2 separate regions of the Sus scrofa genome follow, and region 1 is linked to region 2. A link is a contact called in public HiChIP or PLAC-seq data. All regions are on one chromosome and are shown on one strand. The core of a region is the stretch at or near the end of the contact, and the rest is flanking DNA. Distances in the headings are between cores, read along the strand shown.

What was found. HiChIP or PLAC-seq counts read pairs in DNA pulled down with a chosen protein or histone mark.
Region 1: an H3K27ac HiChIP or PLAC-seq map of skeletal muscle shows a contact between it and region 2. The contact joins the promoter of ASB16 here to the promoter of TMEM101 in region 2. A contact is called at or near these places in 4 of 47 Hi-C or Micro-C datasets (alveolar macrophages, embryonic fibroblasts, fetal heart ventricle and 1 more) and 2 of 2 datasets of contacts at active chromatin or transcription factors (alveolar macrophages and skeletal muscle).

Annotation. Positions count from the first base shown.
Region 1 is chr12:19,037,917-19,042,661 of Sscrofa11.1, reverse strand. It overlaps ASB16 (ankyrin repeat and SOCS box protein 16), which reads left to right and starts at 2,181. Exons shown (of 5, transcript XM_021066898.1): 1 at 2,181-2,819; 2 at 3,961-4,228. The coding sequence starts at 2,228.
Region 2 is chr12:19,164,362-19,169,428 of Sscrofa11.1, reverse strand. TMEM101 (transmembrane protein 101) reads right to left here and starts at 3,796. Exons shown (of 4, transcript NM_001244685.1): 1 at 3,654-3,796; 2 at 3,152-3,332; 3 at 2,166-2,312; 4 at 415-1,443. The coding sequence starts at 3,790. The coding sequence ends at 1,135.

The DNA of each region.
Region 1 (4,745 bases), core at 932-3,431, 130 kb after region 2:
CAGTTTTTCTGCCCTTAGGAAATTAAAGCTAAGGACAGGAGACAGAACCTACGGGATCTGAGGACCGAGCTGCAGTCAGAGCACCTTCAGGCTTGTGACAAGGCTGCAGAGAGGCTGGGAGGTCAGCACAGCCGCGGGCCCCACTCGCCAAGGCTCCTGTGTGCCTAAGGGCAAGGGGACGCCCACCCAGCCTTGCCATCGCCCAACCCTGGGAACCCAGCTGTGGGTGCTCAGCCCGGCCGTTGGTGGGGTAGTTAAACCATCGAATAGGTGCCAACAGGGTTAATCACAGCTGCGTTTATAGAGGCGCCTTTCTCCGAGGCTCTCCAAGGCCTGGCTGGGCATGATCTCACTCCTCTGGGATCCCCCACCCTGGAACACCACCAAGACGCTGGGGCCGGAGTGGGTGAACCGCAGGGTAACGGCAGAACCGGAAACAGCCAGGGCTGCTGCACCCACTCGGGCAGGCAGATGAGTGGTGGCCCTGGCGGGGAACAGGGGCCCTCAGTCAACATGCTACACAGGAGGCCGGCCCCCCACAAGCCAAGGGCTCCCAAACACCACATCAAGAGCTGCTGCGTGATAGGCCCGACTGGGTACCAGAACCCCAGCTGAATCGATTCAGGTCCTGCCCTGGAGCCCACATCCAGCGCGGCAGGCTGTTATCCACGGTCCTGGGGACAGGGGCTCGACAACCTGCAGGAGAAGTCCTTCAAGAGCAGGGACTGGAGAGCGGCTAGAACCACAGGGGTGGGGGAATCTGAGCTGCTGTAGGGACGGCTCCCAGAGCAGGTGACCTTTGAGGTGGACTTTGAGGAATGAGTCAGAAGGGAGTTCCAAGCAGAGGGAATGGCAGGGAACCGTGACGGGGACGCTGCCTTACATGAGGCCAAGCTGGGGCATTGGAGTTGGAGGGAGAGCGCAGGGCTCAGGGGTTTGGAGCTGGGGAGTGAGCTGTTTCGGATCCTGCCTTTGGGGCAGTGGAGCCCAGGGGTTGTGGCCCGAGGAAGGAACACCGGGTAGGAGGCTGGGCTGCTCCAGGTTAAAGACCTTGAGTCGGTGCCTGCACGTGTGCCAATGGGAGCCTTGTGAGGGTACCAGGGAAAGGATGGGGTCGGGGACTCCTGAGCCGGGGCCCTGCAGGGCCAGGCAGTGGAGGAAGCGCAGTGGGCAGAGGCGCCCAGAGGGGTGTGGGCAGACCCACCCTGAGGGGCTGAGGGGCCTCCCGCCCTCCCCTCCACTGCTCGGCAGTAACACCAGCTAGTGCTGTTTCACGGCCTCATTCCTCCCCCTAGAGGCTTCTGGAAGCATAGCAACTTTCTCCAGAGAGTGAGTGGGTTTGTGACAGACGGTTCCTAAAGTTTAAAGGGAAAGCAGTGGGTCTTCCTCAGGCACCTAAACCCTCTTTAGGAGCTCGGGGGTGGGGTGGGGGGACCAAAACAAGATGCACTGAAGGCAGTTTTGGGGGCTGGGCTGTCCTGCTTAGAAGGTGGGGAGAGGCTCTCACTGAGGTGCACCATCTATGAAGTCAGGCCCACTGGGGTCCTAGCCTGGCTCCCGGTCCACAAGCTGTGACCTCGAGCCAGTGAGTTCACCTTGCCTGCCCATCTCAGAGGAGCCAAACTGATGATTAGCCTGATCGTATAATTTCTTGTCAAAACCAAGTTTGCTGTTTACGTGGGTGAGCCAGGAAGCAGGGTCACCTGAGTAAACATGGATATGAAAGTGATTTAAGGCGTTCCCATTAGCTCAACAGAAATGAATCTGACTAGGATCCATGAGGACGCAGGTTCGATCCCTGGCCTCGCTCAGTGGGTTAAGGATCTGGTGTTGCCATGAGCTGTGGTATAGGTCGCAGACACGGCTTGGATCCCACACTGCTGTGGCTGTGGCATAGGCCAGTGGCTACAGCTCCGATTTGACTCCTAGCCTGGGAACCTCCATATGCCGAGGGTGCGGTCCTAAAGAGACAGGAAAGAAAAAGTGATTTAAATATTGTAAAATCTTGTGCCTATAGGTGCAGAGTTATTCCTGCTACTGCAGGTGTCTGAACCCTGACGTGACCTGCCCTTATTTCCTGGACTGGGGTCCTCCCTCCAGCCAGCATCAGAGAGGTCTGGGGATTCTGACACTCCCCCCCTGTCCTGTCCATTCCCTGCTTGACTGTTTCACTCACCTCGGACGGGACCTTGCCACCCCAAGATGCTCACTCCAGAGACGCGGGAGGATGCAGGCCTGGGGCTCAGCCGAGGGCTGGCTCCCCATTCGGAGGGTATCCGCAGGGGCTGGCCCTCTCCCCGGGCTGGGGGTTGGCCCAACACCTTCTCCACAAAAAGATGATGACTCTGGGCAAACCATGTTTATCAGAGCTGCGAAGGGCCTATTTATAGCCTCAGCTGCTTCTCTCTGGGTCACGGGTGAGGGGGCAGGGTGGCCTCTCAGAGCGAGGGTGGCAGTCGCACCCGAGGGAGGCTGGCTCTGCTGGGCGGCGGCTGCCCAGACCCCCGGATCGCGGCCCATGGCGGAGGAGACCTTCCCCTTCACCTCCTCCACCCTGCGCTCTCTCCGCCTGCAGCGGGAGTGGCTGGAATGGGAGGACCGGCGGCGGGCGGCAGCCCAGCGGTGCCGGAGCCAAAGGTGCCCCTCGAGTTCGCGGGCCCGACTCACCAGGCCGCGCCGCTCCTGCCGGGACCCGGCTGTGCACAATGCCCTGTTCTCCGGCGACCTGCAGCAGATCCAAGCCCTGTTCCAGGACGAAGACGCTGCCAACATGATTGTGGAGACTGTGAGCAACCAGCTGGCCTGGTCAGCTGAACAGGGTAGGGAGCACCAGGTGGGGGCCGAAGAGCAGGGAGAGGGAGGAGGGGGGAGGGGAGAGCGCCTGGGTCCATCGCCTCCCTCCTGACCTGAGACTAGACAGTCCCTTCCCACGGCCCATTCTGCCCCCACCCCCCAAAACAGAGAGGAGGCACACTGAGTGGTTTGTGTGTCTTTTCAGAATTAACATCATGTTAACATATTACATGAATTTCATAGGCACACAGTTATATTCTTTTTTTTTTTTTTTTTTTTTTGTCTTTTTGCCCTCTGTAGGGCCGCTCCCACGGCATATGGAGGCTCCCAGGCTAGGGGTCTAATCGGAGCTGTAGCCACCAGCCAACACCAGAGCCACAGCAATGCAGGATCCGAGCTGTGTCTGCAGCCTACACCACAGCTCACAGCAACGCCGGATCCCCAAACCGCTGAGCAAGGCCAGGGATCGAACCTGAAACCCATGGTTCCCAGTCGGATTCGTCAACCACTGAGCCACGGCAGGAACTCCCACAGTTATATTCTAATGCAGTTTTTTCCTCTGAATATATAGCCGTAAATATAGAGCCATACATGAGTATTTTTTCTTTTGGAGAAGGAAATTATACTCCAGATGCTATTTATAGCCTAATATTTTTTTCATGTAACATCTTTCTATGTCAATTACCATAAATCCACATAATTTTTTTTTTCTTTTTAGGGCTGCACCCGTGGCATATGAAGGTTCCCAGGCTAGGAGCTGAATCAGAGCTATACCTGCTAGCCTACACCACAGCCACAGCAACGTGGGATTCAAACCACGTCTGTGACCTACACCAACAGCTCACAGAAGTGCCACTGATGGAGGCCAGGGATGGAACCCAAGTCCTCCTGGATTCATTTCCACTGTGCCACAATGGGAACTCCCTTTTAAAGGGCAATTGACTGTTTTTGTCTATGACACACATACTGTGTTTTGTTACAGATTGACAAACTGTAACAGTTTACACTCCCAACTGGGGGCCTAAAGGAGCCACTTTCCACAGGTACAGAGAGCACAGAGTTGTGCTCAGCCCGGTGTGCAGAGGGAGGGCCAGTGTCATTTGTACATACAGCCTGCCCCGCCCGCTGTCTCACATACGTTACCCCCACACTACCTGCTCTCTCCAGGGTTCTGGGTGCTGACCCCCAAGGCCAAGCACACGGCACCCCTTACCATCACTGCGGCCCGAGGCTACACCGACTGCGCCCGCTACCTGATCCGGCAGGGAGCCGAGCTGGACGCTCGAGTCGGGGGCCGCACAGCCTTGCACGAGGCCTGTGCCCGGGCCCAGTCCGACTGTGTGCAGTTGCTGCTGACCTTCGGCGCCAAGGTCAACGTGTTGTCCGAGGAGGGCACGACCCCCTTGCACCTGTGCACAGCCCCGGAGTCCTTGCAGTAGGTGCCCAGGGGCTGAGATGGTTTGGGGAGGTGGGGGGCTGTTGTCTTGTGTGTCTCCAGCTCACATGCCAGGAAAAGGGTAGCACCGCACATACACCAGCCCTCACAACAGCCTGGGGCCCATTCTCTGGACGATAAAACGGAGGCTCAGCGTAGTTTCCTGACGTGCCCAAGGTCACATCAGGAAAGCTGTGTTCCTACTGTAGTCCCCTATTCCCTGGGGATGGACTTTTCGGTTTGTTCGTTTTTGGCTGCGCATGTGGTATATGGAAGTTCCCAGGTCAGGGGTCAAAACCTCACCACCATTGTGACTGGAGCCACAGCAATGACAACGCCAGATCCTTAACCCACTGAGCCACAAAGGAACTCCTCCCTGGGGACTTTCTGTAGCCACATTCCTAGCTGTTTTGAGGTGGGCATCAAGAATGATCTAGGAGTTCCCTTCATGGCTCAGTGGTTAACGAATCTGACTGGGAACCATGAGGTTGCGGATTCGATCCCTGGCCTCGCTCAG
Region 2 (5,067 bases), core at 2,547-5,046:
CACGTCTGGGCGTGGGCATTAGAGCTGCCCTGGAAGCCGGCTCTGTGGCACTTCCTCTGAGCCTCCATTTCCTCATCTGTGAAATGCAAAGTCCTGGGCTTCCCAGCAGGAAGCTTAACATTAGTTCCCTCCCTCTAGTGGCCCCACCGAAGATTTCTTTGAAAAGAGCTGGCACCGAATGGGGAGGAAAAGACAAGCCGCAACAAGAGGGACTGACGTGAGAGAAAGCACACGCTACAGGGAGTATGTGGAGACTTTTGAGAGTCAGAGAACTGGGGGAACTTTCGGAACAGGGAAAGGTCATGGGCGGACCAAGGTGGGGCTGAACCAGATATGGGCTTTCAAGAAACCCAAGATCAATCCCAGCCAATGGCAAAGTGTCCCGTGGGGAGAACAGAGAAGCAAAGCCAAATGTCTATATAAAATGTTTATTTTTGGAGGACTGTGTGGTCTGGTGTTTGGGAGGGTGCCCACCCCCACGGGGCTGGAAACAGAAGGCCAGAGGCAGGAAGTTGGCTGCTGCCTGCCCCACCCTTGCACAGCCCGGAGTGGATGGGGGGCCTGTTCTGCCCTCAAAGGGGGTGACAGCTAGTGCTGTTTCTGACACTGGAGTACCCTGAGAGCCCACGACTTCCGCGGTGCCTGGCCCCTCTGCTCTCCCGGGCCTGGTCCACGTGTCCACACACGCACTCACTCTCAGTCTCTGAAAAGCACTGCAAAGCCTCCCTGCATCTGCAGGTTTCGAAAAGGAATTCTTCACATTGGCTCACTGCTGGTTCTCGGTCTCCCTTCCACTGGCTCCCACCCTGGGTACCCCCACCCTCGTCCAGCCTTACTCCCGTCCCTGGGACAGGAGACCCAGGCGCACAGCTGGCCCCAGCTCTCGTAACAAACAGGAAAAAGAAACCCGTAAAGCACAGTCACCAGGGCTCCCCCCCCCACCAAGGCCCAAGCCCAGGAACTGGGGAAGAGACCTGCCTCCAACCAACACGCGCGCGTGCACACACACAACACACAGGGTCAAACAAACAGACCAAAAAGCATAAATAAACATAACTGGGCCAGCAAGGAGGAAGCTAGGGTGGCCCTTGTGGCTCCGCATGCCCATTGCAGCCTCCCGCTAGGCTGTGCAACTCAGCCGTCAGTGGCCAGGATGATGGCGGTCCCGAAGATGCCCACACTCTCTCCAAGGAGCTTCATCTGGTTCCAGAACTCAACGCGCCGGGTGCTGTGCCAGTAGGCAACATTGCCATCAATGAGCAGCATGACCGGGGGCAGTAGTACAGCCAAGATCTGGGCAGCCAGGGTCACGTAGTAGCCTGACAGGAAGGCCAGCGCCAGGACGCCATACAGCACGAAGAAGAGCTGGATCATCAGCTCCCCTCCTGGGAGATGGTTCAGATACGCCAGCCGGTCCTCCTTGCTGTGCTGCAGGGAGTAGGCCTAGAGACACAGCGCCCTCTGAGGCTCTCCAACAGGCCAAGCAGCTTGTCCGGGGAAGGCCTCCCCGAGACACAAGCCAGCACCTACAGGGTGAGCTTCTAACTCCCTCCTCTGCCCAGGGGGCTTTCTGTGTCTCTCCCTCAGGCTAGGGAACACCATGAGGCTGGGGCCTCTGTGTCTCCCCACCCTGCGGGCTCGGAAAGGAAGAGGTTCCACAGTCAGACCAGGACTCTCACCTCTGAACACAGAACCCTGCACATGGGAGATGGTGCCCAGGAACTAAGATGAAGCCAAGTGACCCAGGGCCTGTCCACGTCCCCATCCACCCCGGCCTCCCCTAGCACCCAGGATATAACCGGTTCTGCCAGGCAGCCCCATCAGCTCCAAACCTCCCCTCTGTCCCCTCTCCCAATCCTCTGGGGGCTGAAACCGTGAGAGGAGCAGGCCATCTTGCTATCCTGGCTCTCAGGCTTAGGACTGAATGGTCGATCCACCCTCTCCTCTCCCGGGTGGCCATCATGTTGGAAGAAGGGACTCTGAGCCAGCCCTCAGTCTCTTGAAGGTCCCCCAAGGCTCAGAAGCTGGTCAGGGCAACTGCCAGGAGCCAGGTCATCAGGAACTGCATGCGAGGCCTCATCCTGCCCACCTCCCTGCATTCTGCCAGGCTCAGGCTCACAGCTCACTCCGTCAAGCATCTCCAGTCAACCGTTCCCCCAACCTACCACGCAGATGAGGTAGATGCCCAGGAAGACCTGGCCGGTGGACTGAAGGGAACGGCTGCGGGGTTTCCGACGGTACAGCTCCCCGGCGCCGCTGGCCAGCACAAGAAAGCCGCCGATGATGGCAACTGTGCGCGAGTACATGCGGACCTAGGCCGAGGCGAGGGGACCCCAGTCAGGAACTGAAGCCACCACAGGTCTGCTGGCTGCCCGCAGCGCAGAACTGCCTGCCCATCTCGAAGCATCCCACTCCACGTGATGAACCCTCTTAGCATTTCCAAGTGTGGTGGGCAGGTAGAGCAGAGATAGATAACTCTTTTTATCAGAAGTGAAAAGTGAGGCCCTGAAGGGTTAATAAAGTCGTCCAAGGTCCTACACAAAGTAAGCGGCAGAACCCAGATGCCAAGCATTGCCCCCCCTCCCCACCCCAGTTCTGCTCCCTTGAATCCCAGTGTTCTTTCTGGTGTACAGTATAGTCTGTTCCACAAAGTAACCACTGATCTCACTGTCCTGCAGCTATTCACACATCTGCCTCCCCTACTGGACTGACAGTCCATTCCTTGAGGGTAGTGCCTTAGTCCAGGCTTTTCTCCAAGCATGTAGTGCCTAGCACAGGTTCTGGCATTTACAGGCTTAAATGCTGCCCTAGGATTAATTAAATTTCATAAAATCAGATGGTCAGATCAGATATTTCAAAGGTCCTTTTTGTCCTATGAGTCTGAGATAACAGACTACATCCTAAACCAAGGATTTAAATGTAAATGTAATGCCAACTGTGGTGTAACTTTGGGAAAGTCTGTTTCCCACCTCTGGACCTCAGTTTCCACACTTTGAAAGGCAGGCTTGTGTGGTCTCTAAATCCTTCTGTTCTGCGATCTGTGATAATCTCTACAAGCCTGGGGTTCCGCCTTCTCAGGCTTCACCCAACTGTGCCGGGCACTGGCTCCTCGTCATCCCAGCGAGGTCCCATCTAGGGCCGAGGTGCTCACCTTCAGCCAGTCCCCGTAGTGGACGTAGCCCCCGATGTAGGCGGCGTAGGTGCTAACGGCCAGCTGGAGTGCGGCTCCCAGCGCGAACCAGCGCCGCTTCACTCCAAAGGACATGAAGCTAGCGCACAGCACGGCCGCCCCCATGTCGAAGTACAGGTAGGGCACTGGGATGTCGGGCTTCCTGTGAGCCGGGAGGTGGGAAGGAACAAGGACAGAATGAAGCAAAGAATGAAGCGGGAAGAGCCTCGGGACACCCTGAGCTCCCGCAAGCTCCACTGCTTCCCCAAACCAGAGCCCCCCTCATGGCTAGGACCCCGCACTACCCTCGCTACCCACCTTGCTCCAGACCAGAGTCCCTAACAAGTTTGAGGCCCCAAATCCCCCCCAGTACAAGCGTCCCAACTTTCTGGGCCCCGACTTCTTCCCCACCTCACCGCACCCCCGTTCCTGAGACGGGCCGGACAGCCCCCACCACGTTCAGCGACCGCGCGGAGCCGCTCACCGGCGCGCCTCGGCCCTCTCAGCGTACAGCATGAGCTGGCTGAAGCAGCCCCAGAAGGGGCAGCGTGTGAGCAACACGGAACCCAGCTGCATGATCAGCTGCAGCATCCACCGTCGCGAACCCATCTTCGACGCCATCTTGAAGAAGGGCAGTCCGCCGCGGCCTCACCCCGGCCAGGGAGGTGGGTGAGGGCAATGCAACGCGCAACTTCCGGGCCTCGCGAGGGTTTTTTTTCCCCTTCCGTCGGGAAACAAAGCTCTCTTTCTCTAGTTCTGGACCGAGGGAAGTGTTCTAGCTGCGGGGTTCAGCCTTAACTTCTGCCCACTGAGGCTTAAGGGCCCCTTCGTGTAGCTGTAAAATTGAAAATTAGAGTAGAAAAAGGAACAGTAAACGAACTAACTTTTGAATGCATCTAAACCTGGGCTCCAACCCTATCGCCTTACACTTCACAAGATATATCTGGGAAAGGGGGACAGTGCTGGTCCTAGCACATGGCGGGTTCAATAGTGTACACACACACACACAACCCCCACACCAGAGGAAACCCTCTGCTTCTGCTTAAGTTCAAAGTAGGAGGGTCTTCTAAGAGCCACTCCTGAGAAGTCTGGCCCTGGTCTGCACTTCTGCTGTCCCCTGAGAGAAGAGAGCGCGCTGATGTGGACATGAGACATCTCAATCAGTGTGTTTTTCTCCAGCTCGGTGCTCCCACTCTAGCCCAAACCACCACCTTTTGTCAGTTTAACTGCAGTAGGCTTCCACCGGTCTTCCCCACTTCTTTGTTTTCAGCTCCTCGGTGTTTTGCTTTTTCTTTTTTCCTCTTTCTAGGGCCACACCCAGCAGCATACGGAATTTCCTGGGCCAGGGGTGCTGCGCCCGCTTTTGCAGAAACACCAGGTCCTTAACCTACTAGGCCACAGGGGGAACGCCTCGGCTCGCCCATTTTATGTTCTCATAACCATCAGGCACCCTTCCTTTGATTCACTTGATATATTGGCAATTATATACTTGTGATTTTTTTGTTTGTTAATGACTAGATTAACACTAGATTGTGAGCTCCATGAGGGCAAGGATAACATCTCCTTTTTTTACTATTATATCCTCAGGGCCTAGGAAGATGCATTCATGAATTGTGTGCTGCATAGATAAATAAACACAAGGTGTTACCACTACGTTTTGTCTCAGTAATTATGTGTTGAATAAATAAGCAAAAGTTCTGGGCACTCTGGGATTGCCACCACAACGCTACCCCTACCTATCTTCCTCCACCCCCACCCTGCAACATATAAATTCATCTTCTAATACTGAAGTTAAGACTACAAGTACTTCCATTAGGCCTTTTAATTTGGGAAATCTGTTTCCATTTCCCTGGGGGTAGTGAAGGGAAGAGGGCTGGTGTCCAAATAACATTTCTGAC